Linked DNA regions of Gossypium hirsutum: region 1 is linked to region 2. A link is a contact called in public Hi-C data. All regions are on one chromosome and are shown on one strand. Each heading gives the region's core, a stretch centred on a gene start, on an enhancer-like site or on the middle of the called end of the contact. The rest is flanking DNA. Distances are from core to core; before and after follow the strand shown.

Region 1 (4,419 bases), core at 976-3,475, 120 kb after region 2:
CCTCACCAGGCAACTGATACTTTATTGTATGGGCTTGGTCATAAATTGCTAACATTTTTTGAACAAGCTCTTGAAAGGAAATATCCCTGCTTAATCTAATCATGCGTGTTTCCCCCCCAACATATCTAAGTTTCCTATCACGGGGACGTGGTAAAATTTTACCACCAAAGCTGCAGAGGAACTTCACCTTAGTAGAGGAGCTAAGCGATGCATTTCTGGATACAAAACCTTGATGCCCCTGACTAATGTCATTCCTTGAAGAGGACTGAGAAACTGACCGCATGGAATCATAATAGCTTTTTTCTTCATGCACAGAAGGGGCCTTTCTCTCAAACACCTGGGGACAGGGTTTTTCTACCGTATTCAGCATAGAGATATCATAGCCACTTTCAGAACCTGTATGAGAAATTCCCAGAATGCCTTTTAGATCCATATAAAGAGGTCCACTGTTAGGATCACCATAAGCATTCTGAACAAAATTCTGCCGGGGATTTACCCTTTCCCGCATAAATTCCAGAGCAAACTCCTCACCTGTCTGAATGGAGTAATTCAAAACTGGTCTAGCTCCAGCCGTCATACTATAATCAGGAGGCCGGATGTTAGTATTAATATTACTAGATGGATCATGGAAAAATCTTTGGTTTGCAGACTCAAGAGTCTCATTTCCAGCTTCCATATTATTGTATCGAATTTGTTCATGGTTCTTCTGTTGATCCATTAAGCCTTTTCCTAGATTTCTCTCCATTTAGATAAAATTTTCCAGGAAAAAAAACCAAGGCAATATGCCATGATTATCACAGCTACTGCAATATCAGCACATGCATTCTGCCATAGCCAACAGCAAAGTTTGCATTGCAAAGACCTTAACTTGAGCCTGAAAGGTTGTACGAGAATTCACTATTAGTTATTGAGAGAAAAACACACAACTCAATTCAATCTGTAGCCACTTGCACAGTTTTATAATGAAAAAACTAGCACTGCCATTCCACTACAATAAACTATTTTAAGAAACAACACCGTCCACACTAATAAATAACCAATTTGTTTAAAAGACAATAACCTCACAAACAAGGTCAATCAAGCATTGCATTATTATATTGATGCACATAAATGGAATTAAATACAAACCACAACTTATAAAGAGCACAATATTTTTCAAGATAAATGAACCCAGTCTAATTTTTCGGGAGAAGTAATTCTTGCACTTGGATCATACCATATATTTAGCACAAATACCCTAAATTTAATTGAGAACCTCATAATAGAATTTTTGAAGTTAATTTTCTGTTAGGATTCTCACCTTCTAACAACTTTCAATAAAACTTTTAACGCAACAGAGAACAGAATTGAAGCTGTAAAAAACATTTCAACTGAATCATACATCTGAGACTTTTTTTTTTTGGGGGGGGGCAAAGTTAAACAAAAGAATCGAAGATACAAAGCAGTAGTTATAATGCATCTGAAGCAAATCTAGAACCCTAAACATGAATTATAAATAACGCGGATTCCAAGAAAAATATGCGAAGGAAATGGTGCAGATCAAACAAACATTCCACGAAACTACTTAAATCAATCCCACAAAGTGTGATCCCATACAAGGCAAATCCAACTTGAATACCGATTTACTTAAATCCATGATAAAACAAATAATTTATATGGTTGAAATGACAACATCGAAATTAAGTAGTAATAATAACATGCAGTGAGAGTCGGCAGTCTAATCTTTAAAAAAAAAAAAGAACTCTAAATATTCTCTCCAGCACTGATCAGACACTAAAAAAAACTATACTTCTGTACAAATAGAACCATCACCACGCCTATAACCAAATCGAAATATAAATTCGAATCGGAACTGAAAACCATAAACAGATTGAAGGCTATAAACTTTACTAAAATCTCACACTAATCCATAAAATAAATAAATAAAAGAGTATGTTTACCTCAAGAAGGGAAAGCTGTGAACTTTTAAGCAGCAAAGGAGAAGATTATTAACTTTCTCTCTCTAAAATTCGCTCATTTACTCCGTCGAAGATTGTGATTAGAGAGTCGTCTCTCTTTCTCCCTCTATCATGTCCTTTTTCTTTTTCTTTTTTTCTTTTTTCTTATATGTTGGTTTTGATCTTACTATTATTAAATTTTCTATTTATTTTTCTTTTGTATTTTTCTAGATCTATAAAATTTTGCCTCTTTACGACCTTTTCGACACGGCAATCATTATTTTTTTAATCTTTTCTTTTCCCTTCTTTTAACTTCCTTTTATTTTACAATTTGCTTGAAAACGTCGGCAATTTGGCCCTCGACGCACAGGGTGACCGCGTAGAATGCACGGAGCACTTGTTTGTGCGTGTTCATCTAGGTGGTGTGGGTCCCGCGGTGAGAGACGGACGGTTATGGGTTGGTGAGACTGAAATTGGTCAGTGCTGTGCGAACAATTTATGATTTCGATTATCTTAATTTTATATTTTTCTTAAATTAAATTTTGATGTTTTAAAAAATATTTAATCATTTAAAATAATTCTTTGATATTTTAATTTTCAGTTTTATTATAGTGCTAAACTATCCAAAAACAGTTTCGACGGCTGTTACTGAAATGGAGAGTAAAGTAGGCCGTGTTTTTCAAGCTTTGCTTTATGGGCTCATTTACCCCTGGCCAAATCCTGTGGGCTAAGATTTATCGATCGCCAAGTCCGGCAAATGTTCCAGATTACACAAGCTTTGCTGACGACTCACTCATGGTTGGTATTCTTTTCTTTATTTTATGTTGAAACTAAGGTGTTCATGGTAACTAATCCTCTAGCTGCGAGTATTTTTTAAAAAGATAAAAGTCATGAAACGTGTTTCATTTTCTTAGGTAAAAATTGAACTCCTAATATCATAGTTAATGAATAAAGTGAGCAACCATCACATCTCATAATTTTCCTTTTCTGTTTTCATGTCTAGTATATTTATTCAATTTTTTTTCTTGTCAAAATAAATGTATAATTTGATAGAAAAATGATTTCAGAGTGAAAGACATTACAGAATGTGTCTAAAACTTCTAACTATGATGAATGTATTAATTATGGATATGATATCGAAAATAGACCAATTTTATATTACTTTCCAATTCGAACTACCAAAAGCAATGTCTCCTTACATAATATGGATTCTAAACATTCATAATCTAGATGTGAAAGAGGCAAATTACTTATCCATCGGTCTATTAGTGAACTATCTCTTCAAAGACTGTGAAAGATGTTCTACTAGAAATATTCTTGTTATTGCTACGACTTATATTCCCCAAAAAGTGGATCCCACTCTAATGGTCCCAAATAAATTAAATACATGTATTAATATACGAAGACTTCCTATTCCACAACAACGAATATCACTTTTTTCACTCTTTCATATATTAGGGGATTTCACTTGGAAAAGAAAATGTTTCGTACTAATGGATATGGGTCCATAACCGTGGATTCCAATGCACAAGATCTTGTAATATTTACCAATTAGGCCCTATCAATTAGTATTAAATAGAAGAAATCAATTATACACACTAACGCAATTAGATCTGCTCTTCATAGACAAACTTGAGGTTTGCAATCCCACGTGCTAGAATTTCATATTAAATTTGTAGTTTTATTAGTAATTTTCATAATTTTTTAACTAAACTAATAATTATGTTTTCGTATAATTAAAAAATAATATTTTTCAATAAAATTGTAACACACAATACAAGTTTATTGAATGCCATGCAATTTTTAACGTAAAATGAGATAAAATGATATTATTTTTTTATTCAAATGACAACATTAATTATAAGATAAACCTACACATTTCAAAAGAGACACTCGAATCTAAAATTTTAAAATTTCTAGGTCTCAACTTCGTCACTGAACTAAGATTCACTATAAATAAAATAATAATTTAAGTATCACTTCTAATAAAAATAATAATTATCAAACTGAGAATTAGGGTATAATTTAACACTGTTTGGATTAAAAGTAGTAAGGAGAAAAAGAAAGAAAGTAAACAAGTGAAAAGATAAAGAAAGTAAATAATTACTTATCCAGCGGAGCATATACTACTAAATCGTCGTAGCATAGGCTTGATACAAAATAGAACTAGTGGCATTAGCCAACGAAATAGACCTAAGCTCAACAAGTGTTTCATTACAAACATAAAGATAGTTCACAAAAGGATCACAATCCAATTATCCAAGGCAGTTAGCAGCTGAAGACTGCTTCCTTTACGCACCATGGCATCAATACCACGGTTTGCATCCCTAAATATATGTTTCAGGCTCCACTGCTAGAAGCAGAGTAGGAGGGTCCTATAATCATTAATCAAAGTTTGCATCAGATAATTACTATGTTAGAAAATATTAATATGATATGTATAATAAGAATAATTACATGTTATTATTTATTATTATAAAAT
Region 2 (4,454 bases), core at 496-2,995:
TGTACTAATGTGATTGGACGGATGAACTCTTGTAGTTTTAATTGGTGTGGTTGGTTGAATGGAGATGGTGTGTAGAGGATGGAAGTAGGATGTGGTATGAGATGATATATTATAAGATATGTTCTAACATGAAATTTGATATGATATGTATAAGATATGTTCTGAAATGGAATCTGATATGCTATGATACGTTCTGGTATATATTTATATTGTTTTGTTTGTGTGGGACATATCACACACTGGGCGTAAAGTTCACGTGTTTGTTTGTTTCATTTCAGGTGATCTTCAGACTTAGCATTGGACAGCGATACAGGACCTCGGTTTCCACGCTTTTGGTTTAGTACGTTCCGGACTGATATTTTTTATGGACTTTTACAGACTTTTGGAACGTTTTAATTTTGTTTGGGATTTCAAATTTTATTTTGGTGTTTGGTTCTGTAAAAATTATGGTTTTTAATCAGTATTTAAAACAAGACGACAAAAAATAAACTAGGGATAAATAAGACCAAGTTGCTAAAAGGGTTTCGAAGCCAAATTTTGTTGAAATTCGCTAGAATGTTTTGTTTCGTAAAGAATTACGTAAGTTGGATCTGTTTTAGTAAAAGCTATTAAATAGGGGTTTTACCTCAAAATACTCACGGGTTTTCGAAAATCGATACGTTTTCTATAAGATATATGAAATTGGATTTTCTTAAAGTTGGAAGAGGTTTTCACCAAAACTTAAGCATTAGGTAATGATGTAACCTCCACAATCTGACCGTACTGTCTAGGTCAGATTTAGGATGTTACACTTTAACGACATATTATTATGAAAGCAATTTAAGTACTGCTTGTTCAGTGACTTTGTTAAAAGTTGTTACCCTCTTAGGATGCAGTTAATCTCTTTGGGATAATATTTGTTCTCTCAATATACAAAATAGAAACATTAATTGCATATTTTGATCACTTTTTAAATTCTTAAACTTTTCATTTAGTCTTAAATAAAATTATTTTTTAAGACTTTTATATATTTTTATTTACCCTATTAAAATTCTCATTTATCCGCATTGTGATTTAACTGAAAATCTGTAGAAATGTATTAAATATTAATCGGATATTGGCAAATTGGCCATGTGAAATTTTTTTGAAAAATATTTATATTAAAAATAAATAAAATTTTAGTTGAAAGGATAAATTTGAGACATTGAATAGCATAGTGTTTTAGGTTTAAATTCTATGTTGCATGTATTTTTTTTTTCTAAATTATATATATAATAAAACACTTTCATAGTAAAATTTACTTTGTAAAAAAAAGAGTGTCAATAATTTTCTAAATTTATTTATATTATATAATAAACATTTGATTAAATTAGTGTCGTGACTCAATCGACCACTAATTAATTGTATAATAATAGAATATTCTTACTTTACAAAGTAACTTATATTATTTTGATGGTATTTTTGTCACTCTAAATCTTTTATATACAAAAATATAAAAATATTCCTATATAATTAGATTTGAATCCATGTTTATAATTCTGATCCTTTAAACTTTATTATTCAATCAAAATCTCATTTGTTATTTTTATCAAATTTTAATAAATATAATTATTAAATAATTCTTTTCTTTTATCTATAATTGTAGGCGTAGATAGCAACTGCAGATTTGGTTGACCCAAGGCGAGGATGGAAGCTTTTAAAGCCCACTGTCCAATGGGCCCCAAAATCATGTGCGCAATCTTTATTTATATCACAGTGACAATCATATGTGGAAGGCCGGTGCTTGATATATTAATATTTGAACAGACAAGGCGACTGGGATTGGTTAGAGATATAAGGGATTGTCGGCCACGTATCTACTGATACCACAGCAGTCTTTTGTTTTCTTTTAGACGATCGAGCCACGATTTCAAATAAAATATTCTATTATTATATTTCCTATTAATCGAATATGATTTTAACCACTGACTATGCATCTACGAAGCACTTCAGTTTTTCTTCAACTGCAATCATGTCTTGGTGCAAACATTTCAAACCCCAACACTAAACTATATATTATACATGACAATAATTGAAACTGAAACTAATTCACAGCGGTTGCTTCATGCTTGTCGGTATTCTATTAGTATTGCTATATATAACATCAATACTATCCTATAATTACCTTATACCATAATAAGTGTCATTATACGAGTACATCATTAAAGATTTCATTTTTAGGGATCATTCCTCTCCTCTCCTCTCTCCATTAGTGGTGAATCTAAGGAGCTGTTATGGATACCGACTCTTAAAATGTAAAATTATTATTTATGTATTTAATTTTTTTAAATATTTAAAATTAGTAAAGATAAAATTATATTTTTGTCTTCTTAAAATTATAAAATTTCAATTAAATCTTTTAAAATTTATAAAAATATAGACTACAAAAAATTAAAATTTTATTCGGTCCTCTTAAAAGATTGTTCTGGCTTCATCTTTACTCTCCATCTTTTTTATTTCCATTTTCCTAGAAAAACCCATCAACTAAATAAGTTCCAGGTCCCAACTTCTTTACTAAACTCAACCAACATATATTTTTGACTCTCCACTTATTCTAAACAAAATGAATCGATCAATACGATTACCAACCAAACTTTGCATCAATAATTAATGCATAATCGCCAATTATTAATTGGCACCCTTGCCAACTAAAAGAACTTGTCAAACATAATTGAAAGCTATTAAGGAACCAAAATTTTTTGTTCTCACCCCTCGCCATTTTGTGGGTGGGAACCCTTGCCATTTTGGTTTAAGCAAGGGTTGAAAAGAGTAAGTTCCCTAGCATCCATCATCACACACGTAGTATACTGGGTGCTGTATCATAGTAGGGCCAACTTTCAAATAAACAAAAAGCATATAAATTTAGAGTAAATGAATTTAAAACATATTTTAATTAGTATAATAATAAATAATGATAATTAATAACTACTATATTATGCTACTATTTTAGTATGTGATATAGTATTATATAATGTTATAATGTTTAACTATCAATGCATATATATAAACTATTAATATATTATATATGATATGATATAATATTATATAATATAGTAGGAGAGCTAACTTTCAAATATACAAAAGAGTATTAGAGTGTTTTCAACCATTATAATAAACAATAATATATAATGATAATTAATATATTATATATAACTATTATAGTATGTGATATAGTATTATATAGAGTAATAATATATTTTAAAACCATTAATACATACATATATATAACTATTAATTGGTCCAAAATCAAAACCTAATTTACCAATCGATTTGACTGAATTGACTTGATTGGGTCAGTTAAATCGGTTTTAGTCCGCTAACTGTAATAGATGATACACTATTACATAATATGATAATACTATATATATATATATATTTGTTAAACAATTTAATTTTTTTACATAAAAGAAATAGTTATAAAATTTTTAATTTACATCAAATTTGACATGCATGATTTATATGTGACAGTTGAATAATTAAAATATTAATCGTACAAAGAGATACGAAAGAGTATAGTGTAAGTGGATCCCTCCCATAGTATATAACTATTACTAGAATTGTTAATACACACATGTGTGTGTGTATATATATATATAACCAGGGTAAACTATATAAATAGTCAACTAATTATTAGCGTGTTTATATTTTAGTCACTTAAGTTTAAAAATTACTATTTTAATCACTAATGTTATCGTAATTTAATATTTCAGTCACTCATTCATTAAATCAGTAACAGAATGTTGACATGGCCATTTCTTCATTGGCATAATAACAAAGTTAGCCTTCTATCAATTTGGTCCTAATTCAAAAAATTCAACAAATTTAACCCTCAACTTAACACAATATGTCAATTCAGTCTTGATTAATCTTAAAATTTTAAAAATGAAAATGAAAAAACCTTTAAAAAATAAAAAAATTTAAAGTTCATTTTTGATAAAAATTACAAATAAAATTATAAATAAATGAACACCCATTTTTTTCTTTTTTCTAACATGAAATTTATTTATTAAAATAATAATTTTGTAAATATTTTTTTTGAAAAGCCCACAAACACGATTAGCCTTTTTTCTCTTTTTTTTTAGTTTTATTTTATAAATAATAAATTATTTATTATATGTATGGTCTTGTTCTTTAGTCCTCGTCAAATTTGTTGAGTGTTGGGCTGTAATAGCCCGTTTTCAGTGAAATCGAAACAGTGGTTTTGGGACCACAAATCCGAGTCCGAAAGGAAAATTATTTTAATATTATTATTGCATGGTCTGCATTATGATAGAAATGTCGTATAAAAATTTCATTAAGAAAATTTTACCGATTGCATGTCTAATTAGATGGAAAGGACCAAATTGCATAAAATGCAAAAGTTGAGTTCTAGTAGCTATAGGTATCAAATAGCTATAGAATTCAAAATTTAAGTTCCTTATATGGAAAATAAACCA

Evidence for each region. A called contact is a pair of places that touch in the nucleus more often than the background predicts.
Region 1: a Hi-C map of leaf shows a contact between it and region 2, with 2.6 times the contacts expected there. The contact joins the promoter of LOC107935860 here to the enhancer-like site in region 2. A contact is called at or near these places in 9 of 34 Hi-C or Micro-C datasets (callus, leaf and petal).

What each region holds. Positions count from the first base shown.
Region 1 is chrA12:9,356,055-9,360,473 of Gossypium_hirsutum_v2.1, forward strand. It overlaps LOC107935860, which reads right to left and starts at 2,226. Exons shown (of 10, transcript XM_041082651.1): 1 at 1,941-2,226; 2 at 1,301-1,352; 3 at 1-874. The coding sequence starts at 745. It also overlaps the pseudogene LOC107922147.
Region 2 is chrA12:9,241,401-9,245,854 of Gossypium_hirsutum_v2.1, forward strand. LOC107928740 (a long non-coding RNA gene) reads left to right here. Exons shown (of 4, transcript XR_001692703.2): 3 at 279-340; 4 at 1,625-1,943. Among protein-coding and RNA genes, the nearest start is that of LOC107928740, 3.7 kb to the left of the region's middle. Within about 2 kb of position 1,746, at least 4 of the 9 cell types and tissues checked have an H3K27ac peak or open chromatin away from gene starts, as enhancers often do. A contact at or near this core is called in leaf, where this site is marked.